Linked DNA regions of Sus scrofa: region 1 is linked to region 2. A link is a contact called in public HiChIP or PLAC-seq data. All regions are on one chromosome and are shown on one strand. The core of a region is the stretch at or near the end of the contact, and the rest is flanking DNA. Distances in the headings are between cores, read along the strand shown. Region 1 has its middle 30 kb from the start of IL20RA. Region 2 has its middle 47 kb from the start of IFNGR1.

Evidence for each region. HiChIP or PLAC-seq counts read pairs in DNA pulled down with a chosen protein or histone mark.
Region 1: an H3K27ac HiChIP or PLAC-seq map of skeletal muscle shows a contact between it and region 2, with 4 times the contacts expected there. The contact joins two enhancer-like sites. A contact is called at or near these places in 7 of 47 Hi-C or Micro-C datasets (alveolar macrophages, embryonic fibroblasts, heart right ventricle and 3 more) and 2 of 2 datasets of contacts at active chromatin or transcription factors (alveolar macrophages and skeletal muscle).

The regions. Positions count from the first base shown.
Region 1 is chr1:27,105,012-27,109,813 of Sscrofa11.1, forward strand. No RefSeq gene overlaps it. Among named protein-coding and RNA genes, the nearest start is that of IL20RA, 30 kb to the right of the region's middle. Within about 2 kb of position 2,925, at least 24 of the 83 cell types and tissues checked have an H3K27ac peak or open chromatin away from gene starts, as enhancers often do. A contact at or near this core is called in skeletal muscle, where this site is marked.
Region 2 is chr1:26,987,438-26,992,419 of Sscrofa11.1, forward strand. No RefSeq gene overlaps it. Among named protein-coding and RNA genes, the nearest start is that of IFNGR1, 47 kb to the right of the region's middle. Within about 2 kb of position 1,669, at least 18 of the 83 cell types and tissues checked have an H3K27ac peak or open chromatin away from gene starts, as enhancers often do. A contact at or near this core is called in skeletal muscle, where this site is marked.

The sequences.
Region 1 (4,802 bases), core at 1,675-4,174, 120 kb after region 2:
TACCCATTTCAAGAAAGAGTGAGGCCAGGCTTTCTGAGGTCAAGTGCAGGGGTATCTAACTGAACTACTGTTTGGACAAAGATTGGTCAGACTCTACCAACTGTGTTTTTCCCAGCACAATTCTCCTCCTAAGACTGGAGAATTCAACAAGACTCATCATAAAATTCAATAATATTCCACATCAGAAAGTTGTTTTCAATAGTTTGTAGGGTTGCATTTTTTGTCCTTTGGGGTGGATAGGGAAATAAACTGCTAAATATGACTCTGATTGGTAGGAAGAAGGATAGTCTGAGATCGTCAGATTATTCAAAATTAAAGAGATGTTTTAAAAGAGCTATCATACTAAGAGTAATATTTTACCTGCAAAAAAAGAGTTAAAACTAAAAAAATTTACATTAGAATGATATGCCTTCTTTTCTTTGATGTTATCCAACTTAAAAGTTTTCTAATATCTGGAGGCAAGTATGCCTATAAATTGCAAATCTAAAATTCTAAGCCTGAACTCCAAAGCATGTTATTGAGTGGAATGCTATAAAAGCAACCCAGCTGTTACCATCGTTTGCTACAAACAGAGGTGTCTCAAAATGGCTTCAAGTGACTTACAAATATCGGGGATGCAAGAAAAAGAAATTTGTTTGTTTCTACTATTTCACGATGTGAGATACATTCTCTTTATTCGATTTTGCTGCCTACATTTTTTTCTTGGTTTATTTTTGAAAGATAGCATCCTTTTCACTATTTTCCAAACATTTGTATGTGAAGAGTTCATAAGAGGAGGGGTTGCTGCAAAGCGTGTCTCTGCTTGGGATAGAAAAGTTATTTCAGACTTTAAAATGATTTCAAATATATTTAGCTATTAGAAGGAAAAAAACACCATGCAAAAACATTGCATTCAAAGAGAGGTTTTTAAGTAAAGGGAGGTGAATTCTTGAGTTTCCAAGAATTCATCTCATTTTAACTTTTTTTAGGTACTCCAATGCAAATGTGTCTGTAACCATTGCCAACTTGAAGTGACGCACCTTGAATTGAAAGCATATTATTGAACGGGACACTATAAATGTGATCACAGCTGTTTCCTTACATGCTTCAAAACGTAGGTGTCTTAACATGGTGCGCCAAGTGGCTTTTAAATATTGACGATGCAAGAAACATTAATTTGTTTTATGGACCTGGGCACTGCAGGGATTTGTCAAGGCTTCAGATTTCACTGCTAGTAAAAGCTCTAAGTTGAGCCGCCCCTTACCACCAATCTCTTTACCTTGGACCTCCCCCAACTCCACTTTTCCAGCACAATAGACAGTTGAACCCCAGCATAATCAACCAATTGTATAAGACGGCTTATCATCAACCTAGAATATAGATGATACAAACGTCTTTCCATATTACGTGAGAGCAAACCTATTTTCATCAGACATTTATAAGGTCAACTCTTCTGACCTCTTTGTTCCCAAGGCAAGGGCAGAGAGGGCGGGCAGCAGGGAAGAGCAAGAGGAAAAAATTCACCTTTCCAAGTTCAGGGTGCTTTAGAACCAGGCATTACACATTTGCCATGTGGAGAGAAAGAGAGCGAGGGAGAGAGAGGAAGGAAATGGGAGTTCTCTGTCGAGAAAAGCGTCCTAGCGAGTGTGATAAGAGCAGTTTGGGGAAATAAACAACAGTGGTTTGGAGTTTGTTTCACTTTGCTCATTTGTTTCTAAGATACTGGTTTCAAATCACAATGAACATTTCAAAACTAAGTGAAACTTGACTTTAGAAACTGAGCATATGACCTTCAAGATCATCTAAAGGGAAAAATCCTACAATGGCTAGTGGTCACGTGGTATTGCTATGTGATTTATGCTTAGGAATCTGTGTTTTAACATTGAAGCGTGTCAACCACACACACAAACATTCCCAGTGTTTCTGCTGCCCTCATGCTAATGGTTTCAGAGGTATTTCCCTTCAAGTTTCTTGGAGGTCTGGTGGGGGTGGGGAATCAGAGAAGAAGCAGCTGGCCCCATGGGAAAGAGAGCTTGGGTGCAGCCTTGTGAGCTGGAAGAAAGATAAGCCAGGACCCAGCTATCTCATCCAGGCAGCCCAGGTGGGTGAGTGCCCACAGCCACCCTCAGACAATCTTCTTGGCCCCAAACTGCAGTCTGGTTGAAACCCAGCTTTCTGTGCCAAGGAATTTATTTATACTGGAATATCCAGAAACCAGCCTCCTTTTGATTTATCCAGCGTTCTTTTCACAATCATCGATTTTTTGTGGAATAAAACTCAGGAGAAACTCAACAATCCACCAGCCAGAATCCTTCTTGAACTAGTAAATTTGCATATTTACTATAAAATTTAAGGTTGAAGCTTGCACACTTCAGTGTTTCTGCCACTAGCAACGACAGATGATTTCTGGCTAATTTAAAGTCAACAGGAATTTGCTCCAAGGATACAAATTAGTTCCTGGAATTGTTTGGGAGAACTGTGTTTAGGCCAAAAATAAGGTCAGCAAAGCCCAGCAGACGTCCCGCTGAACTCTGCTCATCCTGGGCACACCCTGCCATGCCACCAGCCTCACGGCTGCCATCACAAATAATATTTAAGTGGCCCTAAGCCCAGCCCCAGTGGGACCACCAGACTGGCCACCCACCCATGCTCTAGCAGCCAGTGGTCAAGAGTAGAGAAGGGATCTGGAGATCCCTCTGTGGCATAATGGAATCTGCTATGTCTCTGCAGCTCCTGGATGCAGGTTCAATCCCGAGCCCGGCACAGTGGATTAAAGGCAGCTGCAGCAGAGGTAGCAACTGTGGCTCAGATCTGATCCCTGGCCGGGGGAACTCCATATGCCACAGGGCCAAAAAAAGAAAAAACAAACAAACACAAAAAGAAAAAGGATCTGCCTCCCTCTGGCTTCCACTGGGGTAGGGCAATCCCAGTCTCCCAACCATTTTTGGATCCTCCCCAAATAAGAAAGACACTGGGTAGGGCTTTCTGATCAGCACCTCACCTACACTCTCATTTAACTATGACAAATGCAACATCCCTGTTTTAAAGATGAGAAATTGAAGTTCAGACCAGTTGTCCATAAGGATGAGATCCAGGGTACTGAAGTACCATCCCCAAAATCAAAGATCTGTGAAATTGTGTAGAATCTAATTTGAATGAGAGGCATGTTTGAGTGTATTTTCTTTGAAAAGGGCTGATCTAAATGTGTTATAGGTGACATTACCCTTGGCCAAATCATAGGTTAAATAAAAACACCTTTTCTTCAAACACACTCGTATCATATATAGTTCGTGAATCTTTAAGAAGCAGTTAGAGCCTATTCTATTTCAGAAGCTGAAGACCTAACCTTCTTCACGCTGATCTGTCAACTTATCTGAAAATATGGGAGGAATAAGTTTCTCCTAGTTTGGAATAGGAAATTTATGGCTTAAAGATATGCAGAGGGGTTCAGGTTTTTGCCTCTCAGTGGCCCGGCAGCACACTACTGACCCCCTGTGGCCGCATTTCAAAGTGCCATCTTCAACTTCAACCCAGCTGCTGAGGGCCAAACAGCAACCGCTGCAGAGTTCCCCTGAATAACATGGTCCCTGTGCTCCTGTGTCATCATTGGGGAACCAGTTGTCACTGTACATTATACTAGAATGTGGAATTACTGAGATAATAATCCCAGATTTGCTCTGCCCAAAAGCACAGTCCTCAGCCTGAGAATTTGTCCATTTCTGCCCACAGCACTTCTACTGCATTTGTTTGCATTCATGGCACACCTTTTCTAGCTGAGCCATCTGATGAGCACTTTACCTACACTGTCTCATTTGGTCACTGCAATAATTGTGTTAACTTCATTTTACAGATGAGAAGTTGAAGTTCAGAGATGAGTTATTTGAACCCCTCCGATGCATAAAAAGAGATTTTGAAAAAAGGATTCAAATCTTCCTCCCCATCTTCAAGGTCTGCTAACATCTCCATTAAGGCTCTGATAACTATTTTTCCCACAGGAATTTCACCTCTTTGGGACTTTCATACCTAGCACATTCTGTATTATCTTTATGTGTGTGGTAAAAACTTTGGGTGGTGGCTGGATGGGAGGAAATGTGGGTTTGGAAACACAGAACAGAAAATCTTTCCAGGCGGGGCTCTGCACATGTAGTAGGAGAGAACAATAGTGACAGTGACAACTGACATTTAGCAACAACTCACTGTGTGCTGGGGACGAGACGTCTCAAAAGGCTTCACGTGCTCTAATGATTAAATCTTTATGCCAACCCCACAATGTAGGTATTATTAATATCTTTGTTTCAAGAGTAACAAAACTAAGGCACTGGGAAGTTAAATAAGTTGTTGTTATGAGTTGAATTATGTCTCCTAAAAATTCATGTGTTGAAGTCCTGATACCCAGAGCCTCTGAATGTGAGAAACAAGGTCACCGAAGATGTAATTAAGATAAGGTCATGTTGCAGGAAGGTGAGCTCCAACTGCAATACAACTGGATTCTTATAAAAAGAATGCCATGTGAAGAGACAGCCACATGCATAGGGAGATGCCATGTAAAGATGGGAGTCCTGCTGCCACAAGCCGAAGAACGCCAAACTGGCCAGCAAACCACCAGCAGCCAGAGGAGAGGCCTGCAACCAATCTGCCCTCACAGGCTTCAGAAGAAACAAACCCTGTCAACCCTTGATTTTGGATGTACAGCCTCCAGAACTGTGAGATGATACCTTTCTGTTGTTCTAGGCCAACCCAGTTTGTGGAGCTTTGTTCAGCAGCTCTAGGAAAATGGTACAGTTGTGTCATAGCTCCTTAGTGGTGAAGCCAGAATAAAAAAA
Region 2 (4,982 bases), core at 419-2,918:
AATAAATTTGTAAAATGCCCACCATTTCAATGCTTTGCTACAGTAGCGCAAGGACCAAAGGAAAACTGCAATGTTATCATTCTGGTACAAATTCTCTCAAAACCATGCAGTGATCAGAGATTCTTTCTTCTTTCTTATTCCCAGCATGTGACTGCTCACCAAAGCCTGGCTAATCTCCCGCCTGAGTCCCCTTTAAATCTGCCCTGATGCTCCACTGGTCTGCAACTGCTCAGTTTAGGCAGCACCTTCTCTTGTCCAGACTATCAAGATCAACTTCCAACCCCTCTCTCTGCCTCCAGTACCTTCTTTACCATCAAAATCTAACCTCTAGATCGAGGGATTTATCAGAAATGCAAATCTGTCATCCTGTTTCTCGTCGTTCCCTAAAGCAGTCATTTCCCCCCATAATATCGTACAAAACCCCCACATAACAAAATGATAAAACTGGAGCTGCTCAGCTGAAGGAGACTCGTGAGATGGGTTAATGGGAGGAGGGGGAACAGACCTCCACGCACCCACTCAGCCTTCCTGGGGTCTCCCCCAGCTTTCCCGACAGCCCTGGCAGCCGTTCTGAGCAACCACATCCACAGAACCAGCAGTATCCATGGAACTCTGTTTGAAAACCCCATCTCTAAAAGCTAAAATCATACTTCCCTGCATAGCAAGAAAGGCCACCTGTAATCTAACCTCCACTCACTGCCCCAACTCCATCCCCTCTCGTCATTCCCTAGAGACCCTCTGAGCTCTGCAGCTGTGCTGACAGTGGGGCAGTCACTAGTCACATGCACATTCTTTAGATTTCAATTAAATTAAATAATTAAATTAAAAACCCAGTCCCTCTGTCTCAAGTGCTCCAGAGCCACAGGTGTCCAGTGGCAGCTCCGATGGGCATCACCAGATGCAGAATATTTCCACCTCTGCAGTAAGATTTATTGGACAGCGCTGCTCTGGAGATCCCAAAGTACCTGCAGTTCCCCGAACCCCACCCGCTTTCTCACAGTCTAGAGATTTCTCTATCCTCTCTGTTAAGCATCATTTTCTCTCTGTTCTCTATCTGGTAAATTCCGCACGTTTTTCAAGAGTCTGTCTGGAGAAGCCTGCCTTTGGGAACCTTCCCCTAATGTTCCAATCTCCTATCTCATTCAGGGACGTGGCTTGAGCATTGGCTTCTTTCTTCTCTGAACATTTTATCTGCAGAAATCCTTTTAAGCTCCTGCCAGGGCTGGTGGAAAATAGTGAAGAGATCCAGCCCTCTTCTCACGGTTTTATAATTATTTGCTTGGCCGTGTATATTGTAATCAGACTGGGAGCAGAGATATTTTAACTCATTTTCATAATCAAAGCAATCAATAAATACTCATTACATTCATAAAGGATGGAGACTAATCAGGTTACTATATACATTTGCGTGAAAATGATAATCACCATGGAAGTGGTGACTGTTGTAGGCAGATAATGACCACTGCTCCCGCAAGGAGGTCCCCATCCCATCACTCAGAATCTTGCAAGATTGTTAAGCCTTATTCAGGTTGGCCAATGGCATCACAATGTAACCCTTCAAACTGGAAGAAGGAGGCAGAAGAGACGTTCAGAATAATGCAATGTGAGAAGGCTTCAATCTGCAGTCGCTGGCACTGACGTGGCGGAAGATGGCCATGAGCCAAGGAATGTGTGTGGCCTTTAGAAGCTGGAAATACGAGAAAACAGACTCTCCCCCAGAGCCTCCAGATAGGAACATAGGCTGCCTGCCCCTGGCTTTTCTTCCACTGAAACCCATTTCAGACTTCTGACCTCCAGAACTATGAGAAAATACGTTTGTGCTGTTTTCAGCTGTTGTGTTTGTAGTCATTTGTTAGAACATCAAAAGGACATGGATACAGTGGAGTTAAGAAGGGAAGGGTCCCTGACCTGGGAATCTTTGCATGCTACAGGCATGGCCAAAAAAAAAAAAAAAAAAAAAAAAAAGCATTAATACAGAAAAGAAGAAAAAAAAAAAAAAAAAGGTACATTTAACTAGGGGATTTGTCAGCCCTGGGATCCTGGAGTCCAATGTGGGAAGGAAGCCCCATTGCCACACAATGAGGACATCATCACGGGACCCCACACAGAGAGGACATGTCCTGGGCTCTGGGTTTAGTCTGAGAATCACGGTCAGGTGTGAGGGGGTTTCACCAGACCCCTGGAGCTGGTGATCACAGTACAGGCAGGACGAGAACTTCTTTTGCAAGGCAATCACCCAGCTCTAACACCTAGTCTAGACTTTAACCTCTTTGAGAGCCGAGAAAATGAACAAATACTTTCTAAAAGTGCACAAGTATTTAGCCTGTTGCATGAATTAGAAAAATATGTACCGCGTGGCCTATAAAAACACTGTAGAGCTTCCACAAGCACAGTGGAAATTTTATTTTGTACAGTGTAAATGGAGTAAGTTATGTTATAACTCTACCTGTGCAGGCAATGGAGAAGCTTCTAGTCAGAGAAACTATAAATATTTACCATCTATTTCCTAGTCAGAGTTTCAATATGAATCGAATAATTTTCTATGATGTTGTTGTGTTTTGGTAAAGGCATTTGTCTAACTAATATCTTTTATCCCGGGAACCATTCCTTTGGATGCTGGGAGGAAAAGCCTGGCCACAGTCTAGCAGTGGAGATGGAGCTGAGAAGTGTTAGCAGTGTCTTTGCACTTTAACTTGGGAAAAGTTTCTAAACTTCTCAGGAGGTGATGATTAAAGCCTGTCTTGAAGGAAAAGGAGATGTCTGCCAGGTGAAGAAGGTGGGGTCGGGGTGTCTCCAGGAACACACGGAGGAGGGTGGCACTGCTGGCGATGAGCGTTAGCCTGAAGCATGGTTCTGGGTGTGGCTAATTCAGTCCTTCAGCCTTCCGGGGCAGAGTGTAGGTGAAGGAGGGAGGGAAGCGAGGAGAGAGCGCCTAGAAGGAAGCTGAAGGTCAAATCTTTGAGAAGCCATGTATTCCCTGCTATAATCAGGGCCCCTAAAGGTTTTTTGTTTTTTTTTTTAACTTTATTGGGGTATAGTTGACTTACGATGTTGTATTAGTTTCAGGTGCACAGCAAAGTGAATCAGTTATGCATATACATATATGCATTTTTTTTTGTCTTTTTATCTTTTCTAGGGCTGCACACGTGGCATATGGAGGTTCCCAGGCTAGGGGTCTAATCAGAGCTGTAGCTGCCGGCCTATGACAGAGCCACAGCAACTCAGGATCCAAGCTGTGTCTGCAACCTACACCATAGCTCACAGCAGCAACCTACACCATAGCTCACAGCAACGCCGGATCCTTTACCTACTGATCAAAGCCAGGAATAGAACCTGCAACCTCAAGGTTCCCAGTTGGATTCATTAACCATTGAGCTATGATGGGAACTCCCATACATCCATTCTTTTTCAGATTCTTTTCTCATACACGTTATCACAGAGTATCGAGTAGATTTCCCTGTTCTGTATAGTAGGTCCTTGCTATTTATCTATTTTACATAGAGTGGTGTATATATGTAAATCCCAACCTTCTAACTTAAAGGGGTCTATACAGTAGGTCCTCGTTATTTATCTATTTTGTATATAGTAGTGTGTATATGTTACACACCCAGCCTCCTAATTTAAAGGGGTTTAAGCATGGAAGCACCCCTATTAGAATTGCAGCTTAGGAAGGGCAAGCTGACAGTCACCGCCCAAGAGAAGGCTACGTGGTAAGATGAGGACGCAGTGTCAGTGATGGTGGAATTCACAATAGATGAAGGCAAGTAGTCACACAGGAGAGATGTTAATGAGGCATAGTGCGAGCAAGAGCCCCAGCACTTGCTTATCAGTTTGCTTAGGGAGGGCAAGGCAAAGGTTTTCTGTTGGGGGGCGGGGAGGGGATGCCACTGAAATAGGAAAAGCTGGCTGTGGACCCTCTGAATCATAGAGGTGCCTGTGTAGCAGAGCGTCCCATCAGCAGTTAGATATCTGTGCTGAAGCTCAGCCAAGTACACTGGATTCAAACGATTGACCAAGGAGGTACCAATAAATATGCATCACTGAAGCTAGTCTCTGCATAATTATATCTATCAGTTACTGCTTCTTAAGAACTAGGATCTGAGGAGGACTTTGTATGCACTATTGAATTTAATCTTTACAACAGTCCTGTGATGTGCAAGTTGCTACACATTTTATTGATGAAAAATCAAATATTCGGAGAGGTTAAGTAATTAACTTACCCAGGTCACAATGCTTGCAAATGACAAGAGCCAGATTCAAGTCTAAAAATGTATTCACTTGGATACTAGACGAAATTCCATATCCTTATCATTATCATTATTATTATTATTATTATTAAAGCTATGTAATCTTTGTTTTTGTGGGGTTTTTTGTTGTCATTTGTTTGTTTGCTTTTGTCTTTTGTCTTTTCAGGGCTGCACCAATGGCATATGGAGATTTCCAGGTTAGGGGGTCTAATTGGAGCTACAGCTGCTGACCTATGCCACAGCTCACAGCAATGCTGGATCCTCAACCCACTGAGCGGGGCCAGGGATCAAACCCCCAACCTCATGGTTCCTAGTTGGATTCGTTTCTGCTGTGCCACAAAGGGAACTCCTACTCTTTCTTTTTAAAATTCATCCAAATACAGATTTCTAAGGTTCCTGCCATGGCACAGTGGGTTAAGAATTTGACTGCAGTGGCTTGGGTCACGGTGCAGGTGCAGGTTCGATCCCCGCCCAGCACAGTGGGTTAGAGGATCTGGTGTTGCCAAAGGCAGATCTCAGCTGCAGCTCAGATTCTGCTGGCCCAGGAATGTCATAAGCCATGAGTGCAGCCATAAAATAAAAAATAATAACACTAGTAAAAACAAAACAAAATAAAAAATCTAGGAGGTTCCATCATGGCTCAGTGGTTAACAAACCCAATTAGTATCCACAAAGATGCAAGTTTGATCCCTGGCCTTGCTCAGTGGGTTAAGGATCCGGCGTTGCCGTGAGCTG